Regions from separate parts of the Mus musculus genome. Here region 2 is linked to region 1. A link is a contact called in public promoter capture Hi-C data. All regions are on one chromosome and are shown on one strand. The core of a region is the stretch at or near the end of the contact, and the rest is flanking DNA. Distances in the headings are between cores, read along the strand shown.

The links. Promoter capture Hi-C pulls out the DNA fragments that hold promoters and counts their contacts.
Region 2: a promoter capture Hi-C map of trophoblast stem cells shows a contact between it and region 1, with 4 times the contacts expected there. The contact joins two enhancer-like sites. A contact is called at or near these places in 13 of 39 promoter capture datasets (the 3T3-L1 cell line, the HPC-7 cell line, cranial neural crest and 8 more), 1 of 15 datasets of contacts at CTCF or cohesin (embryonic stem cells), 11 of 484 Hi-C or Micro-C datasets (the HL-1 cell line, bone marrow-derived macrophages, embryonic fibroblasts and 5 more), 13 of 115 datasets of contacts at active chromatin or transcription factors (cardiomyocytes, embryonic stem cells, extraembryonic endoderm stem cells and 4 more) and 1 of 9 other capture datasets (embryonic stem cells).

Annotation. Positions count from the first base shown.
Region 1 is chr17:10,377,144-10,382,310 of GRCm38.p6, reverse strand. No RefSeq gene overlaps it. Among named protein-coding and RNA genes, the nearest start is that of Gm39565, 8.2 kb to the right of the region's middle. Within about 2 kb of position 3,605, at least 56 of the 459 cell types and tissues checked have an H3K27ac peak or open chromatin away from gene starts, as enhancers often do. A contact at or near this core is called in trophoblast stem cells, where this site is marked.
Region 2 is chr17:10,498,104-10,502,917 of GRCm38.p6, reverse strand. The region is part of intron 4 of Pacrg (PARK2 co-regulated); the gene reads left to right. All of the region lies in intron 2 of Gm16168 (a long non-coding RNA gene), which reads right to left. Among named protein-coding and RNA genes, the nearest start is that of Gm16168, 7.3 kb to the right of the region's middle. Within about 2 kb of position 3,452, at least 22 of the 459 cell types and tissues checked have an H3K27ac peak or open chromatin away from gene starts, as enhancers often do. A contact at or near this core is called in trophoblast stem cells, where this site is marked.

The DNA.
Region 1 (5,167 bases), core at 2,356-4,855:
TCTAGGCAGGGCCACCCAAAACCCCAGCTTTGAACAGAAAAGCCATAATGGGGGATGCTATGAGATGCAGACAAAAAATATGAATCTGGGTTTGAATGGTTAGCACAGGTATATGGAGTCTTGGGTGCCCTCTCAACACCTACCTCCATGAGACTGATTGGCTGGGGTACCTTGAAAACACCCCACACAGTGGTCCAGGCAGCTTCTACCAAATAGGCTGACACAAAACCAAATCATGTCTACTATGCCTCACCTGGACCTGAGAGGACAAACATCCCTCCTATGAGATCTGACCTGTCTTGACCACTGTGTGTATGATGCACAGATGTCCCTGCCTCCATTAGTTCTGTCAAATAGGTAAGGGTGGAGAAGGCCAAAGTGTGTACTCCACTGCCTGAGGACAGACAGACATGTCCCTGCCACCATTGTCTGGCCCCGTGCTCCAGTGTGCCCTCTGGGATTAAGATAAAGACCTGAGGTTCTGGCCTTGGACGGAAGGTGGGTCACTGGTGTGGGCTGGGAGTCAAGAGTGCTCACAAACACAGCACTGGTAAGGTGTGCATAGGTCGGGGATGTCACACCTGGTGGGGTTTGGAATCAGCACCTCATGAGCATCCTGCTCCCAAAATACTGCACCAAAATTCCAAATTCAGACAACGAATATAGTGGCTATTCCATAGCAAATATGCTCAGCTGCCTCCTTCCAAAGTTTGCTTTGTAAAGATTCCTCACAGATGCTGTAAGTACCAGCACTTCTAGCACACCCTTAAAGCAGCTGTGTTTAGAACAACTCATTACTACACCAAGAGCTGAGTGAGATGGTATCTGTGCATGCCTGCGTAGGGGGATATTAGGCAGAGATAAGTGACCCCTGACATGCCTGTAGTTGACACCCAGGCACATATTGAAATATGCTGGTTTGTCACACAGCAGAAATTCTGTATTCTTTAAAGAACACACGGTTCACAGCCTCCTGGCCCGGCCCCAACCAGGTGCCACCTGTGCCCTCTTTTTCTCTCTAGGCTCCTCCAAGGTAGAGATTCCAAAGTAACTGAGCCTCAGAGGAGGCCGACTCCCCAAAGCTTGAATGTGAAACAGAGCATCCCTACACACATTCAGCCCCACAACTCTACCTGATATGTGTAGAGAGGAGGGGGGAGAAAAGGCTTTCCCTGGTCTCCTGGCATCCCGACCCATGCTTAGCAGCAGTGTGATGGTCTTACCTATCCCCACGTCTCCCACCCCGAGTGATTTCCTCCCATATCCCAGTAGTGTTCCCCTTCCCCGGGCTTCCTCCCTTTGCCTTCATCCTCTGTCTTTGTAGACATTGCTAAGCTTTCTTAAGGGTGTCCCATACTTAATCAACTTGTAATACATTTGGGTGGGGCAGTGCCACTGGCCAGCTACACTTTCCATACCTGTCCTCAGCTGTGTCTGTCTGTCACTCATGTAGGTCGTCTGGGAAACCGCTGCAGGTACAGGGTGGGAGGGCAAAAGGCAAGATGATCGGGAAGGGTTATACAATGGCAGTTTCAACCTGAGGTAGATCAGCTCAGGGGCACAGTGGAAGGCGGCCAGGCCAGAAGAGTCAAACTCACACAGCTCTATTAGCTCTGCCATTCTCTTGAAAGATGAACCAGAAAAGAGGACAGGCAATCCTGAGGCACACCCCTGTGGCTGCTGCAACTGAGATCCCTTGTAGGGCAGCAGGATGGGGGTGAGGGGTGGGGAGTGGGGAGGTGAGGATAGGGCGGTGGGGGAAGGGGAGTGTTGGGTGTGCTCCTGAGCACGCTGTCCTGCTGCTTCTTCACTGCTGTTCTTTGGAAAAGGAATTAATTGCCTCTTTTCCTTGACCATTAACGGAAGCCACACGACCCAGCTGTCACCCTTCCCTGGTATTACTGTGTATCACTGTAGCCAGTACCTAGCCAACAGCCTGCTTCAAATGGAGCTTAACTCATCCCCTAGTCTACTCCTGCAGTCAGCACTCAGGATGAAGAGCAGAGAAAGGGATGATGACTCTAGGGTGTGTGTGTGTCCATATTCATGTGTGTCAAAACCAGAGGTCAACTTCTGCTATGCACTGTGAGTTTTTGAAACAAGAGTCTATCATTGGCCAGGAACTCTCCAGCTGGCTGGTGAGCCCCAGTGATCAACCAGTCTCTGCCTTCCCAGCACTAAACTAAGATTAAAAATGGCCCACCTTCCTTCCTTTCTCTCTTTCTTTCTAACTGAGTGTCTGTCTGTCTGTCTGTCTGTCTTTTATGTGCATTCTGGGAATCAAACACCCAGGCCTTTGTGCTTGCCAGGGAAGCAGTTTACAAACTGAGCCATCTCCGGAACCCCTGACGACTCTTGTTAATGTGTCAGTGTGGCTGCCTTCATGGAATAGTAGCAGGAGGAAGAGAACATGACAGGCCCTAAACCTTCCTTGGGGTTCAGAGGATCAGAGAAGCCTGCTGGTCCTCAGCCCTCTGAGTTCTGTAGGGCCCTCAATGACACAAAAAGATACTGTGGATCCATTCAAGGGCCCCTTGGTTGCACAGCTCAGTGCTTGAGTCCCAGCAATGTCATGTCAAAACAGTCCTAAAAATAAGGACTGATGTCAGGAGGCAGTAGTCTGAGAGTCAGAGATGTGGGGCAGAAAGAGAATCCACCACCATCACCACCCCGCAGCGGTGGTCCACGCTGTTTCCCTTCCTACAGACAATGAAGAACTGTGTCCACAGAGGTTCAACTCCGGCTTCAGAAGCACCCTAGGGTGCTCACTTCTCAGTGATGATCTGATCCCTGTAAGCTGTGACCTCTGACCTACACTCCCAGGCTGGTGCTCAGCTATGAGTCTGAGAGGTACCTGGGCTGCAGCCAGAGCTCTGACCACCTCCAGGACAGTGAGCATCTCTGCTGGCCTCCCAACTCTTTACATAGCTAGCATCTGCTGGGTCTGGACAGGGACAGAAGAGGGATATGGACATGTGGCCACCAGTACATGGGACCCTACAGGCAGCTCACTCCCTAAACATCCAGGGAGAAGCTTCGGGTCTCCCAGGACCAGCTGCTGCCGACCGACCGTCACTGGGACCCTTTTTCTTTTCTGATCGTTCACATGTTAGGATCTGTAGAAGCTCGTAAGACAGCCAAGTAGTTACGAGCTCAAAAGCTTTGAGAGAGATTTTCTCTGAGGACTCGTTAATGTGATGTTTAATGGAATAGTCCCCTATCTGAATCCTGCACTGGAGCTTTTAATAGAGCTGATAAGCGCTGGGCAGGGCATGTGGCAAAGCAGACATGCCTGACACCCTCCTCAGCAGGGAGGGGACTGGACAAAGAAGGAGGAATGATAGGGCAGTAGGAAGATGGGGGTTCACAGACTGACATTAAAAACCCGCAAACAGGGTGGGAATGGTACCCCATCCGCAGGGTAGCTTAGTGGGGTAGTTAAAGACACATTCTAGTGGCCAAGCTCCGTGGAGCCGCCTCTCAGAACTACCATTAACTTGGATAAAAACCATAAATTAGCCCAACCATGAATACAAGCATTGCCTACTCCACCCCCTGCTACCCCACCCTGGGGCCTAAAATACTCAGGCAATTCTTGCCAGGTGACTCATGACTTCCTGGGCCCACCCCGTTGGCCTATCGCCCCACCTCCCTGGCAATATATACATGCTGAGGGAATCTCTCTGAGTATTTTTGGGAGACAGCTGTTTGCTCTTCTAGTCAAGAGTCTGAGAGGCACAGGCACAAAGTGGGCTGGACCCAGGAACTGGAGTCAGTAAAAGTGGGCAGAAAACATGGATGTCTGGATGGCCCTGCAGCTTTCTCTGGTTCAGGGAACGGATGGGCAGATGGCAACGTCTCCGTCTGAGGGTGGAGGAGGGCATCTCATTTCTCACCAGAGATTTCAGAGATGAAATGAAGGTGTTCTCTCCCCGGTGTTCAATTCACTGCACAGACATGAGGCAACCCACCTGGAATGTGCTAAAGCTTAGAATCACGGGTGTCTTCAGGCTGTAGAGAAACACCTCCAGACTCTCCTGTCTTCCTAAGGCTGGGATCCCATTCAATCCCGAAATATTAGGTGTTTCTTCACAGGAATTTTAAAAGGGGATGGGATAGAAGGCATTTGATGAAACAAGAGTAACAGATACCAACCTTTCTGATTTGTACTCTGTATTATACACAAACACATTCAAAGAGTCAATGTGGAGACTCATGCCTGCAATCCCAGTACTCAGGAGGGGAGATAGGAGGATCAGAAGTTGAAGACCAGGCTTGGCTACCAGAGAACCAGTTGTATAGTGTTCCCTTTGAATAGAGGAATAAGGGAAGCTTGTAAGACTCAGGAAGTAACTGAAATTTACAAGGATGAGGAAGGAAATTCCAGACAGCACCCAAACTTAGAACATTTACAAGGTTCAACCCCCCAAGGTTACATAAGCAATAACAATGGCTAGGGATGAGGAGTCTCCAGTCTGACCAGCTGCTTGCAAGCCATGCAGGGAGCTCAAGGACATGTCTTCTGTGAGTTGTCACCCAGGCTAGGGTGGGACTTTTCAGAGATACAGCTACCATTATGTCACCTGTACTCCTCTAAGTAATTCCAACATGCACGCTGGTTCACAAAGCTAGAATTAGATAGAACTGTTACTTCGGTCTGCTGCTGGTGCCCTGTCTAGGGTAAGTGAACTTTTAATCACATTTCAACAGGAAAAGTGTTGAGGTTTGATCTGTAGCTGTGTATTGTGATGCTAAATTCTGTACCAGAAGGTCTAGGCCTTTAAGTGAATTCTTACATTTACAAGCTTTTGTTCTGCAAACCTTGTTCCTTAATTTAAAACTGTTGATTAAATAAAACTGGCTATAGCCAATTCCTGGAGGGGTTAGAGGTGGGTGGGTTTTGAGTTACCTGACTTGGGATGAAGAGGAACATTAAGGAAAGAGGAGAGACCAAATGAGGAGGAAGAACAAGGAGAGGAGGAAGCCACCATGAGGGGAAGTGGATCATGAGCATGTAACGTGGCCAGGCGAAACAGCAAGAGACTGGGGTTCACCACTGGTAGGTAGCCAGGCCAGCAGTGAGAAGGGTAGATTAGGGGTGAGCCCCCAGTAATTGTTAAAGCCAAATAAAATAACCATAGTCTGAGTCTCATTTATTTGTAAGCTA
Region 2 (4,814 bases), core at 2,203-4,702, 120 kb before region 1:
CCTTATCTGGAGGCTTGGAGATCCTTATCTGGATCTTGGTATGGAGATCTTGAGCCACAGTGGCTATGGATTCCAGAAGATTGAATCTCCGAGTTTAAGGAACACACCTTTAATCTGGGCTACACCTTTCATCTGGGATTAAAGGTGTGGTGGAACACACCTTTAATCTGGGCTACACCTTCTGCTGGAGACAATATAAGGACATTGGTGAGTGTCCTATGGAGAGAACACTGGTTATCTTCACAAAGTACTATTTTAAAGGAATTTAGGAAGCATTAAGTGTTTGCAACTGTGAGACCCACCTCTGACCTGTGTGAAGTATTAGTATTGTGGTCATAATCTTCTGACTCAAGAGATGGATCCACTTCCAGCCTGTGAGGTTGAAAACCAACTCACTGATTTTACCAGCTCCAAAAACATGTCTCTATTTTATGAAGGCTGCCAGAATGAGAACCAACACGATTCGCTAGTACAACTTCTGTGTTTAGTAACACAAAAGAGCCACTGTATGGTCCTAATTTTGTTATTAGATATTAATTTTTCTCTGTGTGCTCTACTGAGCCTTCTTCTCATAGCCAAAAATCATGAGAAGTATCACTCGTTTGAATAAAATGTTAGTTCTATGTTTTTTTTCTTAATTAATAAATCCTGTGTGCATAGAGTGCACTGCATTTTAGACTGCATTATGATTACAGAAGCTAATTGCTCTGTATAGGTTCACTTTTAAAATGATTTTTGTTTGTGTTTGTTTGTATGTGTGTTTGTTTGTGTGTGTGTTTGTTTGTTTCTGGTGTTGGGGATGGCTTGGCAATGCTCTGTCTCTGAACCACACCCCCAGAAAAACATATTTGGGAACCAGTTCCAAGAATGGAAAACATAGGTTTCAGAGGCCAAACAGAAAGTGGCTTTGTAAAGGAAGAAGCCAATGTTGCTGAAGTCTCTAAATAAGATCAAGGGCCAGGTGTCGAGGAGAGGATGAAGCAGAAATAACACACACACAGGGTAGTTTGCAATGAACCAAGCAGGTATGGAATAGCCATGGAGCTAACCAGAGGCAGGAAAAGTCTTGAGGTTCACAGAATTGGCTCCAGATCCCGCAACTGTGAGCACTGCTCTGTGAGGCAGCCTGGCCCTGGCCTTGGAAGCAGAAATAATCACATGGTCACCCATTTTGATTATCCCAGATTAGGGAACTGGCAGGTGGGAGTGGTAGTAAAAGGACATTTCTAGAATGTGCCTGGCGATCTGGCAAGGAGTTCAGAGGAGATCTGCAGTTGGGCAGGCTGTGTGGGAAGAAGCCTTAAATAACTGCCCTGCAAGCTGTGTGTTTGAGAGGGTGTTGGTAATGGAATGCCTTAGACAGGGCCATGCCAACAACAAAGTACACATTCCTGGGGGCCTGGAGGCCCAGAGTCCAAGATCAGGTTGGCTTCTGAGGCCTTTCCTGGGCTTGCAGATGACCTTCTTGTGTCCCCATACGTCAGTCCCTGCCCCCAGGTGCTTTGTCTACACCCTCTTTATAAAGGCCTGTGCTCAACCTATGGCTTCAACCTCGGGGATTAGAAGTCAGGGTTTTAGGGTCAAGGAGAGGAGTCTTTGGGTGAGAGTGGAGGAAGGGAGCCTGCGCCTCAGGACACAAGAGCTTAGGACCGTGCTAGTGGCCCAGTTGTAAGCCAGAGTCAGGCCAGCTGGGGCAAGTGTCAAAGGAGAGCTGATGGGAATGGCTGCTCGGATCAGGAGACTTCATTACAGAGAGGCTAGGGGCTCTCGAGACTGCTCAGCATTTCCTCACGCTACCGAATGCGTTGACATTGTTCCGTGTCAGCCCCACACTGTAGAGCGCCAAGGGCTCAAAGTGGCACTTTTCATTTCTGATTTCCCAACCACTTAGTCAGCTGTGAAGAGCTGACCTGAAAGGACAATTCCCAGTCAGAGCTTTTTTTTTTTTTTTTTAACCCCAGACCAAGGGTCATGTGTCGGCAGTTTTCTCTAAAACCAGTAGATGGCGATCTTCCATCCTTGGCCTGTTGACCCACAGGGATTAGCACTGACCTTGCCCCTCAAGGACAGACCTTTGTGATTGTGAAATTCCTAGGCAAATGAATGGATCTGGAGGGCATCATCCTGAGTGAGGTAACACAATCACAAAGGAACTCACACAATATGTACTCACTGATAAGTGGATATTAGCCCAAAACTTAGGATACCCAAGATATAAGATACAATTTGCTAAACACATGAAACTCAAGAAGAATGAAGACCAAAGTGTGGACACTGTGCCCCTTCTTAGAATTGGGAAGAAAACACCCATGGAAGGAGTTACAGAGACAAAGTTTGGAGCTGTGACAAAAGGATGGACCATCTAGAGACTGCCATATCCAGGGATCCACCCCATAATCAGCTTCCAAACGCTGACACCATTACATACACTAGCAAGATTTTGCTGAAAGGACCCAGATAAAGCTGTCTCTTGTGAGACTATGCCGGGGCCTAGCAAACACAGAAGTGGAGGCTCACAGTCAGCTATTGGATGGATCCCAGGGCTCCCAATGGAGGAGCTAGAGAAAGTACCCAAGGAGCTAAAGGGGTCTGCAACCCTATAGGTGGAACAACATTATGAACTAACCAGTACCCCAGAGCTCTTGACTCTAGCTGCATATGTATCAAAAGATGGCCTAGTTGGCCATCACTGGAAAGAGAGGCCCATTGGACACACAAACTTTATATGCCTCAGTACAGGGTAACGCCAGGGCCAAAAAAATGGGAATAGGTGGGTAGGGAAGTGGGGGGGGGTATGGGGGCTTTTGGGATAGCATTGAAAATGTGATTGAGGAAAATACGTAAAAAAAAAAAAAAGAAAGAAAAAGAAAAATGTATATATAAATCTAAGATATGAAACTTAAGTATGTTCTAAAAGTAAGATATCAAATATTTTGCCAAAACTTTATATGCCCCAATACAGGGGAATGCCAGGGCCAAGAAGCGGGAGAAGGTGGGTAGGGGAGCAGGGCAGAGGGAGGGTATAGGAAACTTTCGGGATAGCATTTGAAATGTATATAAAGAAAATAACTAATAAAAATAAATAAATTTTAAAAAAAAAAGGGGGGGCTGGTGAGATGGCTCAGTGGGTAAGAGCACCCGACTGCTCTTCCAAAGGTCAGGAGTTCAAATCCCAGCAACCACATGGTGGCTCACAACCATCCGTAACGAGATCTGATTCCCTCTTCTGGAGTGTCTGAAGACAGCTACAGTGTACTTACATATAATAAATAAATAAATAAATAAATAAATAAATCTTTAAAAAAAAAAAAAAAAAGGACAGACCTTCAACTCTATCTTGTCCTGGAATGTGAGGCCAGAGGCTAGCTCATCTTCTCTGCTAATTTATGCTTGCTCCCGATAACCTAGAAAACAGCTGCACAAGGTTAAAAACTAGATCTCCACTGGCAGCTACATAGACTCACTCCCTCGTGCGTGTCCTTGCGTCCCCTCTTTTCATACCAGTGGCATTCTCCAGTCACTGCCTCTCACAAATCTCCTATGCCTCTGGATTTTTCTGTTTTCTCAAGTCAGTTTGTTGTTGTTGTTGTTCTTGCTGTTGCTGCTGCTGCTGCTGTTGTTGCTGTTGCTGTTGTTGTTGCTGTTGTTGTTGTTGTTGTTGTTGTTGTTGTTGATCTGCTCCATGTTAAACCAGTTCAGGAGCATTCAACCTTTTGACATTCCAACATGAGGTTGTCATTCACAAAAATGTTGGCCACATTCACACAATCCTGGGATACCTGTGACTCATGAGCTGCAGGCTACACCCACCTGAACCTTTCTGCTCCTCCCCCAACTTCCTGTTCCTTCTCACTTGTAGCGCACCTTTCAGAGAGATTCCTCATTGCTTTCTAACCCAGCTCCTAATTCCAATGCTCACCAAGTGAAGTGGACAGCAAAGGACCTCACCTTGCAAAAGCCTCGAAAAATATTAGGCTGACTTTTCTGTGAAATAGAAGCATGAAGATTTTTGCATCGACTACCAGCAATACAACTCGTTTAATTTGGCTTTGATGTCTTAAAGGATTAAAATGTTGGTATCAGCCATAATATTTTAAAGCGAGCTAGAACACGTTGGCGGTTGTATCAAGAATCTGTTTGATGTCAAGGAATATGATTGCTGAAAAGGCATGGCATATGACTGATAAAATGGCATTAAAATGTAATGCTGGCAGTGGAGAATCTCAAAGATGGGGCGGGGGGCGGGGAGGAGAAGGTGGCCCTTAAAAGTGAGGACAGAGAAATGCAACTCAGGTGGGTGAGGTGCCACCAGCACCAGCTGAAGCTACTCAGGGCAGGCACTCAAGCAGCTTGCATCCCCTTTCAAAGAAGACCCTCGCCACCCTGTTTCTGCCTCAGAGGAAGAGCTAAGTTTAAATAGGTGGGGTTTCCCAGGGCCTCACGGTGTCCGTTTCTGCAGCAGGTGCCTGCCATCTGCCCTCACTGCCTGATCCATAATAGCCGACTTATGGTTCTTCCAAGGTGAAAGGTTCAGAATTAGTCTGGAAATAGGATTCACTTCTCCTCAGTTCCTCACAAGAGGGAGTAAGCCCCTTAGGGCCAGCTTCAGCCAGCTGGCAGTGATCAAAGCAATGAATGGATACTGGAGGACTAGAGAGAAAACCAGGAAAGATTTCTTCCTGGCAGTGTGAGCAGCAAAGTGTGAGCCTGCAGGTCTGGAGTTCCTCACTGAACCTAGTGTGTAGCCAGCCCAGATGAGTCGTCACCCCCCTGCCCAAGAACAGAAGAAGGAAGTCAGCTTGCCTTCCATCACA